Linked DNA regions of Oryctolagus cuniculus: region 1 is linked to region 2. A link is a contact called in public Micro-C data. All regions are on one chromosome and are shown on one strand. The core of a region is the stretch at or near the end of the contact, and the rest is flanking DNA. Distances in the headings are between cores, read along the strand shown.

What was found. Hi-C and Micro-C count contacts between places; a contact is called where the count stands out from the background.
Region 1: a Micro-C map of ear pinna shows a contact between it and region 2, with 2.0 times the contacts expected there. The contact joins the promoter of STK17B here to the enhancer-like site in region 2. A contact is called at or near these places in 2 of 6 Hi-C or Micro-C datasets (ear pinna and an unstated tissue).

Annotation. Positions count from the first base shown.
Region 1 is chr3:44,164,262-44,169,815 of mOryCun1.1, forward strand. STK17B (serine/threonine kinase 17b) reads left to right here and starts at 3,682. Exons shown (of 8, transcript XM_002712358.5): 1 at 3,682-3,962. It overlaps LOC103348804 (a long non-coding RNA gene), which reads right to left and starts at 3,682. Exons shown (of 4, transcript XR_517106.4): 1 at 3,412-3,682; 2 at 2,540-2,579.
Region 2 is chr3:44,109,225-44,114,247 of mOryCun1.1, forward strand. All of the region lies in intron 21 of HECW2 (HECT, C2 and WW domain containing E3 ubiquitin protein ligase 2), which reads left to right. Among named protein-coding and RNA genes, the nearest start is that of STK17B, 56 kb to the right of the region's middle. Within about 2 kb of position 1,822, at least 2 of the 8 cell types and tissues checked have an H3K27ac peak or open chromatin away from gene starts, as enhancers often do. A contact at or near this core is called in ear pinna, where this site is marked.

The DNA.
Region 1 (5,554 bases), core at 2,432-4,931, 57 kb after region 2:
CATAACTAGAAGGTACATTTCTAAGACTTTTAACGTATGTTATCAATATAGTGGCCACATGTGGCCATGGAACACTTGAAATGTACTTTGCATGACTGAATTTTAAATTTTATATCATCTTAATTAAATTTAAGAAACTAATACTGCATTCAGTTTTTGAAAACCTTTACTTTTAAACAATTTAAGGATGTGACTCTGCTTTTCTCAATAATAAAATTTTTGAGATCTAAATATAGATCAGATGTTCTTGATGAAAATTTGGTTTCCAAATTAGGGCACGCTATCAGTATAAAATAAACACAAGATTCAAGACAATATAAAAAAGAAAATGTCTCCATAATTTTTATATTGTTTATATGAAGTGGCAATATTTTGGATATATTAGGTTAAATAAAACATATTAATTCAATCTGTTTTTACTTCTCAAAATGTGGTTACAAATGTCTTTGACATTTATTATGAACAGTTTTAGGCATTAAACTCTATAAACTATTGTAGGTGTTTGGATTCGCATACTGGGCTGAGTCAATCATGGGTGTTTTGGAGAAAAGAATTGTGTCACTCTTTAAGGAAGGCACCTGTACCAGTCTGAGTCACTACTCTCATCAGGAAAGACTTGCCTAAATTACCCTTGCTAACAGGGTTTGTTTCAATAGAGTCAGATAATGTGAGGTCTCCAGGAGTCTCTCTGGTTAATGCTCCCCAAATTGGGATGGGCCATAGGCACCGGGGATAAATGTACTGTCATGTCTCCATCTGAGCATATCCAGCACTCTTACCTCCAGAGAGGGGACCCGTTAGGAGGAGCCTATTTCCATTCAGTATGAGTACCTTCTTAAGTGGAGGTCTGAGCCATGCCCTTCCAGAGGCTGTTTGTCCCCTGGTGTCTAACTACTTTTAGCCTGTTCATAGATGTCTGATTTATAGCAGGTAGCAGACAACTATAGACAGTGCTTATTTTGTTCTTTCCACATAAATTAAACTGTATGATCTTGTCATTAAAATTTTTTTTTTTAAAAAATAACTGGTTTTCTCCTGAAGGAGAAAGTTATGAATTTGAGGCCTTCTTTTCTTTGCTAAATTCCATCTTCCTTCTCTGACTCTACAGGGGATAAATGTGGGACCGGGGCAAACCACCTCTCCTGGTCAGTATTTGGTAAGCATGTGGTAACTGACCTGCTGTGAATGCAGAAGGTCACCTCCCCTAGACAGACTATGGCGAGTACTGTGCCATGATCAGAGGGGATCCCCCTCGCTGGTTACAAGTGGTAATTCACTGGGAATGCCTTGGAAAGATCACCCTCCTTAAGCCAGAGTGTGGTAACAACCTGGAGGGTCACTGTGTTGGCTTGCTGGGTTTTCTGTGACAAACACCACAGAGTAGATGGCTTACATGGCAGACATTTGTTTTTCTGCCGTTCTGGAGGCTAGAAGTCCCAGATCAAGGTGTCAGCAGATTCAGTTTTTCTTGAAACAGCTTGGCCTGCAGGTAGATGTCCCTTGGTCTGTATGGACTTTCTCCTAATTTCTTCTCATAATGACAACAGTCATACTGGATTGGGGTCCACCCATATTATCTCATTTTACTTCATTTACCTCTTTAAAGGCCTCATCTCCAAATATGGCTATATTTTGATGTACTGGGAGGGGATTAGTACACAGAAATTGAGTGGGAACAAACGTCAAGCCTTACGTCGCTGGTCAGAAATGTAACACTAAAGGATGATCAATTTAATGGATTGTGTGGTCAAAGGCAATGACCACAGAATGGCAGTCAAGTCACATGGGGATTTCCTACTCAAAGGAATGAGAGCAAGAATATATAGCTTCAATATGATATGAATGAGACCAGGCAAAAGAGGAGGGTTGCAGGGATGTACTGTCTCCTGAATTTTCCTGCAAGCCCTCAGAGTAGGTTCAGTCTCCTTATCAGCAGCAGGAATTTCTTGTTACTCGAGCATCATTGCCAGAGACCAACAAATGTAGCTGAATGTCTATGGAAGAGTGTGATTAGCTCTGGTAGACAACTCTGACATCAGACACAACCATTCACAGCCTGTTTAGGAGCATGACCGAAAGACATGGAACAAATGTAGGCCAAACATCCAGTAATATACAGCAAAGAGGTGACTGGGCAGGGAATGGAAAATAGAAATCAGCCAAGATTTCTGATTTCTGGAGAGAGTTACCTTCTGAGACTTGGAAACTGATGAAAAAGATAATGAAAAGCAGCAGCCAAGGCAGAGGAAAGAAAATGCAAGACATGCTAAGATGCCCCAGGAAGTTTGGTGGCTGAAGCAGAGTCTGTGACTGGGAGGATTGGTTGGAAGTGGTGATGAGGAGAGAAGGGTTTGTGTCCAGGTGTGAAGTGATGTTGGACTGGGTTTATGACAAAGGACAAGGCAGGTTCTGTGTGAGAGGATTACTAACAGCTGGCAATTGGTCAAATGTTGAAATTAAGGAGGTCCACGATTACATAATCACATACACAAAAACCCACCACAGCGATGTACTCCAGACACACCAAGAGGTTACTTACTGGTTGCAGTGCTGGTGCTGAGACCTCTGGCAGGCAGCACCTGTGTTTATGAAAGAAAAGACAAGTACAGTGTCATTGGTTTGCAGACACCTGAAAAGTCAGCTGAGCATGCAACTTCCTTTTTTATTTCCATCCCACCATTAGGCTTCTCCAGTCAGGCCAATTGTTAGCAACAAGAAATTAGACAGATGGAAGTAATCCTCTCCACCTGACAAGGCTTAGAAGCTAGACCCATTAAACCAGGAGGAATCAGTGTAAGTAAGGACAGATGGATGTCATTAGATGGGATGATGCATTCTTTTTTTTGCGTTTATCTTGGGGCGCATACAGTATGGAGCAGAAAACAAACTGCTTGATGGAAATTGGCTTGGCTTCGTGAGACAGAACAAGAAAATTTCCCCTTTAAATGATGGCTCTTAAAGTCTTTCGAAAGGAAGAGGACAATTCCACTCCCTTCATCTTTTCCCAATAGTTTGCTGTAGCTAGTGTAAATATGTTCTGCCACCAACCCTAGATTTTATAGGTAAAGTAAGAACGCTCAGCTTTTTCATTGTCTCAGATTCTGAGCGGGTTGCCATGTGCGTTCTTCCCCTTAGCTCCACATATCGGGACTCCCCCTGTCTCAGAAGGACACGCTTCGCGGGAGCAGACTTCACAGCGGGGCCCAGGCTCCACAAATCCCCCAAGCAATGCTGATGTTCCGAGGAACTTCTACCAAGTTGTAGCGAACTGGGCCCTCCACTGGGAGGGCAGTTTCGGGGCACAGGGAAGTAGACCCGGTAAGTCAGGGAACAGTTCTTGGGAAGGCACAAAAGTCTGGTGAAAAGTCGCAAGCAGCTGGGACGAATTTGGCTTCTTACCGCTCCTCGTACCTAGGGGACGCACTAGTCTGAGGGTGGGAAGCAGCGTGGCAAAGGTTACAGCTACTCCGTGCGCCGCCTCACCCCTCCCCTCAGCGCGCCCCACCTGCCCAGCGCAGTCGTCCGGCCGCCGCCAACCAGCCCGGCGCGGGCCACACCCTCTCACCGCTGGGACCACGCCCCGTAGCACGCGCCGCCGGCCGGCCGGCGCCCCGCCCCGCCCGTCACGTGACAGCCCCACCCTCCGCGAGCGCCTCCATTGGCCCTCACGCCGCAGGGGGTGGGACCTGGCGAACAGCAGTGCCTCCGGAGTCGGCTGCAGTTTTCAAACCTCAACTGTAAGCTTCGGTCATCGTCTGTGCTGCGGTCGCCGGGAGTCTCCTCACTGGGGGCCAGGTCACAACTGTAGCTTCCTGTTGGGAAAAAGGAAAAGTGGATCTTGCCAGCCTCCCACCTACCCGGCCAGAGCTGGCGAACACGTCCTGTCGCGGTTCCTGGCGCGGGGCGGGACAGGAGCCCCCTCAACGGGGGCAGCCTCGGAAGAACCTGCTGTGGCCAGAGAGGTCAGTGTCCTCAGCCTCGCGTGTCCGCGGGCCTGTCGGGATTGGCAGGTGGGCTTGGAGAGAAGGGCGGGGTAGCTGGGGGAGCAGAGGGGTCCTCTCGGACCCCGGGCTCGGCGGAGACGGGCTCGGAGCCTGCCGCCCCTCGGGTGACCCCCTGCTCCAGCCAGAGTCCAGCTTCGCTGGCCCCGTCGGGTGCGGGTTGGGGGTGGGGGGTGGTCTTCCCGACACCCCTGCCAGCCGCGGGAGCCCTGTTTGCGGGTCAGCCCGTGCAGCCCTTCGCGGCGGGCTCGCGTCCCTTCCACGTCCTGCCGACGTGGTCCTCGGGGCACAGGACGTGTTCACGTCTGGGCTCGCGGACACGGCCTGCTCACAGCTGTCTTTCGTACTCGACGAAGTTCCTCCTCATCTTGCAGGGAGCTTTCAGCTACTTCTTGTGAACCAGATTTTTTTTTTTTTTTTTTAACGCTAGAGACTAGAGAACAAGTCGAATTTTCAGGGATTTTTAAGCAATATTTTAAAAATAATAAAGTATATAAGGCACATAGTGTACATGACCCATTCTCAAACTGTACAGCTCCGTGGTGACTATGATTTTGACATTTGCCCGGGTTCTTCGGTTTATTGTGGGGAAAAGCGCCTCGTTGAGGTCTAAGTGGAGATAAAGTTGAGACTTTATGGCAGCTGATAGCTGGTGTTAGTCCTTCCTGTCTGACTATGATGGGACTGGAAGCAACTCCAACATCAGTTTGTAAATTGCAATTAAGAAGAAAAATACGTTTTTAAACCCAGCCATAATGCAGATCAGATTTCAATATTTACGGACATTAGGTCTGTGGATCACGTTCACTGATCGTTTTGCCGATGTAATGTTTACCTCTGTGGTAGCAATGATATGCTGAACCTTGCAGGGATGTTTGATAAGGTGTAGCCCCTGTAAGTTTTCAAGTCCATGAGAAAGTATGAGCTGAGTCGGCATGGGCTGTAGAAATGACTGGGCAAGTGACGGCATGTGTAAGCTGGCATTTTGAATCCAAGAGCACAATTTAATTGAAGGAAAAGATAAACCTACTCTCTCATTGATACACTATTTTGTAGTTGTACGATGAACTGTCCAGAAGTAGTATTGAACAACTTCTAAAATGTTAGCTTTATAACTACATACTTAAAGAAAATTGCGTAGTGTTTTAAAAGCTGAGATGTTCAACTAAAAAAAACTATTTTAAAAATGGGAGTTATTAATAGCTGTTTCATTTCTGAGATACAACTTTATACATTTTAGATCATTTTTCTAAAAATAGGAATCTAAAATTGAAGTAAAATAGGTTTACTTACATGGTGGTATGTTTTAAAAGTAAGCTTTCTGTAATAATTTCAAGACTTTGTGTGTAGATGGAATAGTTACAACTTCTCTTGGTCATTGATTGATGAATTGCAACTTGATTAAGATAGAATCATTTTGATGGAACTAGAGAAGACTGATCACTGTCAACATATGAATAACACATTTGAAGAAGATACATTTTATGGATTACATTTTTTATCAATTTTATTTTTAAGCTTGCACTGAGAATATTTTACTGCTGTTAAGTGAA
Region 2 (5,023 bases), core at 572-3,071:
TCTCATTCATACTTCATGTTGTGCTTGACTTTTTACAAAAGGTAGATAGTATCTGTATATTGTCTTGTGATTAGTGATTTCATTGGGGCATTTTGTTCTATTTATTAAAATTTCTCCTCAACTTGATGTGGTTATCTCCCCTTGCAAGGCTGAGGAGAGGAGAGGTTGGCAGTGGTGGAGTGGCTGGAAACTGAGTCAGCTACTCTGAGTGCTGCTTATTTCTGTTGAGCTTCAGTCTGCCTAGAAGTTGTTCTTCTACAGAGGGACCAGTGAAATACTACATATTCTCCAGTAGAATATTATTTTTTAAATTAAAAGTTCCAACAACTGAAGGTTATTTGATGTCAGTGTTAGCTACGTAGACTAATGTGTTCTGATAAGACATCCTGAGCCATTAACTTCTTAGGACCCCAGACAGTAAAGAAAGAATAGGCTGGAGAAAGAGAAGATGTTTACATTGAGATTGTTCCAGCACTTTTTTCTTCATGGCTAAACCTGTAAAAGGCACCTTTTTGTTAGGAAAGAATGAGTTCATTGTGTGTGAGGTGCCATCAATATGACATCAATCATCTGCAAAGTCACACTTAGATGAGGGAAGAGATATATGGAAATGGTTTTGGTTTGGGGGTTTAAGAACTTTCTGTTCTTGGCCGGTGCTGTGGCTCACTAGGCTAATCCTCCGCCTAGTGGCGCTGGCACACCAGGTTCTAGTCCCGGTCGGGGCACCGGATTCTGTCCCGGTTGCCCCTCTTCCAGGCCAGCTCTCTGCTGTCACCCGGGAGTGCACTGGAGGATGGCCCAAGTGCTTGGGCCCTGCACCCCATGGGAGACCAGGATAAGTACCTGGCTCCTGCCTTCGGATCAGCACAGTGTGCCGGTCGCAGCGCGCCGGCTGTGGCAGCCATTGAAGGGTGAACCAACGGCAAAGGAAGACCTTTCTCTCTGTCTCTCTCTTCACTGTCCATTCTGCCTGTCAAAAACTAAAAAAAAAACTTTCTGTTCTTTCTTTCTGCTGCACCTCCTGTGTAATCTCTCTCCTGAGACAGGCAGAAGAAAGGATGAGATCTGAAACAGTTCTCCTCTGTGTCTTCTTCTCATGTCTAACTAGTCAGATCTGCACTAGAAGTTGTTTGGGGTCCTGAGCTTAATTAACCATTTGTTCCTCAGACATCTGTGAAGCTTCAAGTTAAACTTTATGTGCTGCTTGTCTTCTTCCAAAGAGAAACATCATAAGAATACACTAAAATAAGGGTGCGTCTCTATCTAGGCTTTGCCTTGGCATCACCAGGTATAAGGTTTGTTGATTATATCAAAATCCCCTGCTCAGCTGCCAGGCCTTCCTAAGTGACTCAAGAACCAAGGCCTTGCTGCTATAAATGTCTGAGGGAGGATCAGGATGTCCATGGGCCATGTGTGCCTGAGCTAGCTTGCAGGAAATGACGATGGTGGACTTCCTAGGGCATCATCTTCTTTCATTTTGCAGTTTACTTCCATTGGAATAATTCGCTGTCCTTAATTCTTAGTTGGAAATAAAGAATGGCAGAGTGCAATCCATGATTTTAACAGAGCTTGAGTGACACTGACAATGTGCGTGGTGAGCCAGCCCAGCAATGTGACAGTGTTTGAAATGCCTCATCAGCACTTGGATTTCCAAACTACATGGCCACCCAAAAGACATCTGTGCTTATTCAGAAATGTCCTCTGATGCAGCTGTTGTGTGGCTACACACCCGTTGTCCGGTTTCTGTATTTCTGTGCCAAGTCTTTAGCTGTGGAACCAACCTAACTGGCAAAACAGGAATGTAACAAATCATCCCTGTGATATGAGTCATATTAACTATTTATATGGAAGGGGGTTGCTAAGACATTACAGGAAGTACATGCGGCATGTACCCTGCTGTGACATGTTTTATTGAATTAACTAGACATATACACACACACACACATATATATATAGTAATCTACAGTTTGCTCTCAGATATGCAGTTCTGAGTTTCAGATTGTAAACAGAGCAACATTTAAAGGGTGTCTTAGTTTTACAGTGACTCCGTCTGTGGCTCCAGAGTTAAGAACAGCAGATAAAACCTGACCAGCTGAAGACACATTTCCTCCTTGAGAGAATATTAGCTTTGTTCTAAGGAAAAAAAAAAAGTTTTGTTTTTCAGTTTAATGCCTAAGGGAATATGTCTTATCCTCATAGAGAAGGGACTGATCAATGAGGTCTGTTTTTGTGGCTTTATTAAACTTTACCGTAATTAAAGCTACTACACACACAAAATGTTCTAAGCATAATTCACTTGTGAAATTCTGGCACCATTTTCAAGTTGTCTTTTAAGTCTAGCATAACCTTTCCATGTCATTGAATCAGTATACCACCTCATGGTAACTTGCGCAAGTTTATTCCTTCTGCTAAATGACAAGTAACAGTGTAGACGATGCTGATTTTCTTTAGAGCACACTGGAGAATTCCACTCATCAACTGACTAATATATATGGAACCCTGTCTGTTATCAGGTAGGCAAAGGACTTAGAATACCAAAATGAGTAAGATATAGTGCCTGCCTTCAGAGCAAGTACAGCCTAATGTGTGTGTAGCGGAGCAGACACATGGACCGATCACTCTACTGAGTGCAGTAGTAGTAAAACCCTCAGTTATAGCGCAGGGGAAATGCACGTTTTAACTGAATGCCACAGTTTAATTTTAAGCAAGTAACCCACATGACTTATACCAGTTGTCGCTCTGTAAAAAAAACTGACTCCGGAAGTATTTATTTGCCTCATGCTCCAGCTGTCTGTGACCCCTTGTCTGTCACAGGCCTCACTTGTGCCTGGAAGCTGGAGTCGAGCAGTGCCCAAGGCAGACAGCTGCTCACCTCGTCTCACACTTAGGAGTAGTTGCGACCCCTCCCTGAAGTGCTGTACACCCTGGGAGAGCATAGCCATTTTATGTTTCCTCAAAGGAATCTTCTGTACGGAAGAGGGTTTGTAGTAAGCTAGTGTTTTAATCAGGTAACATTTCCCTCCATGTCCTGTCTTGTTTAACAAGGGCTGGCAGACTGTTTCTGTACGGGTCCAGATAGCAAATACGTTAGTCTTTGCCAGCCGTCTGTGTCCTGTGGCACCTACTCAACTCAGCCATTGTAGCAAGAAAGCAGCTCTAGAGAGAGCATAAAGGGGCACAGCTGTGTTCCAATAACACTTTATTTATAAAACCAGACGATGGGGCGTGTCTGGCCCACAAGCCATAGTTTGCCTAAACTCTGCTGTATTAGCAATGCTTTTTTCAGTCATAATGAACATTAAGACTTTCTGAAGGGAAGGAAAGTTGAAAGGAGTAACTGGCATTAAACTTGGGATCAGGACACCTGCCTCAAGGCCACAAGGCCTGGTTCTTCCACTGGTTTGATGTCAGCAAGCGATTTCCTACAACTTTTGTCTTCTCTGTAAAACAAGGGGATGGACAAATGTCTTCTAAGATACTGGTGAGCACCAGGATTCTCTGTTTCTGGAAAGACACAGGGGACTAAATCCCCCAAAGTTAGAGGGGAGAAGTATAAGTCTAGTATGTTGGTCTTAAAAAGCAAAGCTACATGCAGACAGGAGTGGGGAGTCCCTGGTTAAAGCAGTGTGAGGGAAAAGTTTAGCTTCAGCTGATGACTCGCTCATTAGCAGTCAACAAAGTAAAGTGGCTGCCCTGAGAGGCAGGGTAATTTTAGCCCCGTTAGTGGGGAAGCATGGCCAGGAGTTTCTAAGCCCTGCTGACATGAGCACAGTTCAAGTGTTGTGATCAGTCTTAGATGCCACGGAGGAAGCAAGGGACTTCCCACCCCTCATCCTGCCTGGAAAGAGGGCGGAGGGCAATGAACATACAGGAATGAGCAAAGGGATGGGAGCGGGCAGAGGCCAGGGATATGCTACCTGCTCAACTTGGATTCCCTGTGCACAGTGACTTCGGGAGAAGTTTCCTGTGCTGAGGATGTAGATTAGCACTCAGAATGTAGTCAGCCCTCAGAGACAGCAAGACTCTGAGAATGTGAAGAGCACTCCTGTGGGCTGCCTGTTCTCAGTGAGGCTGCCTGCGTCCTGGCATGACCAGGGCTGGGCTGTGCACTCCTGCACCTGCAGGCAGCCTGAGTTCCGCCTTGAGAGTCTTCAGGGTAACCTGAGGATGGTGTCACCCATTCTGTGGCCACCTGTTTGGCATGCTGCGTCCAGCCTCCCCACAGAGCGTCCATGACGTCTGCCACCTTAAGGCCCCTTTCCTCCCAAGAGTCTGCTGTGTTTGCATTTTTCTGCACTCGTAGGCTTCCTGTCAGTGCTGTCTGGGTGTGTTGATACCACTGAAATGTGTGAAAAGATTTCAGCCACTATGAAAATTGATTGTTTTTATTTTAACATTTATGTATTTCTTTTAATGTATATTAGAAAAATAGCACATCAATGTGTCACAAGTGCTATGCAAGCCAAAGCCATACTGAAAATGCAAATCAACTTAAAGCTGGTTTAATGAAAGATATTAAGTAAATAATAGTATTTTCACACATGGCAAAAATGAGGAAATTAGTATGTGAGTAGTAGAACATTGTTTTATGTAAAGTCTATTAAACTCTCAAGTAAGACATATAAAAGCCATTTTTATGTATTTTTCTTGCTAGCATCCCAATTGCTACTTCTACCTGTCACTGGATCATTTTCTCTATCACAGTCCCATCACTGGGTTGTTTCATTTAAAAAAAAAAAAAAAAAGTACAGCAATGCCCAGAGAAGAAATTCAAAAAAAAAGAGAAAGAAAGAGTAAAGGAAAAAAGTCTTACAGTAATATCTTTTAATCAGTTGCCTTCATTTTCCCTCAGAGTTCCTCCCCTGATGTGTACACTGCATTAGATGTGCACATGCTTATCATGGATGTACTTCGTATGTTTAATTTCAGCGTATCACATTGCCTTATAATGAACTCCTGTTTATTGCATTTTTTGCTTTCAGCCATTTGTCATTCTTAAACGTACTTCAATCTTTCCTTATGT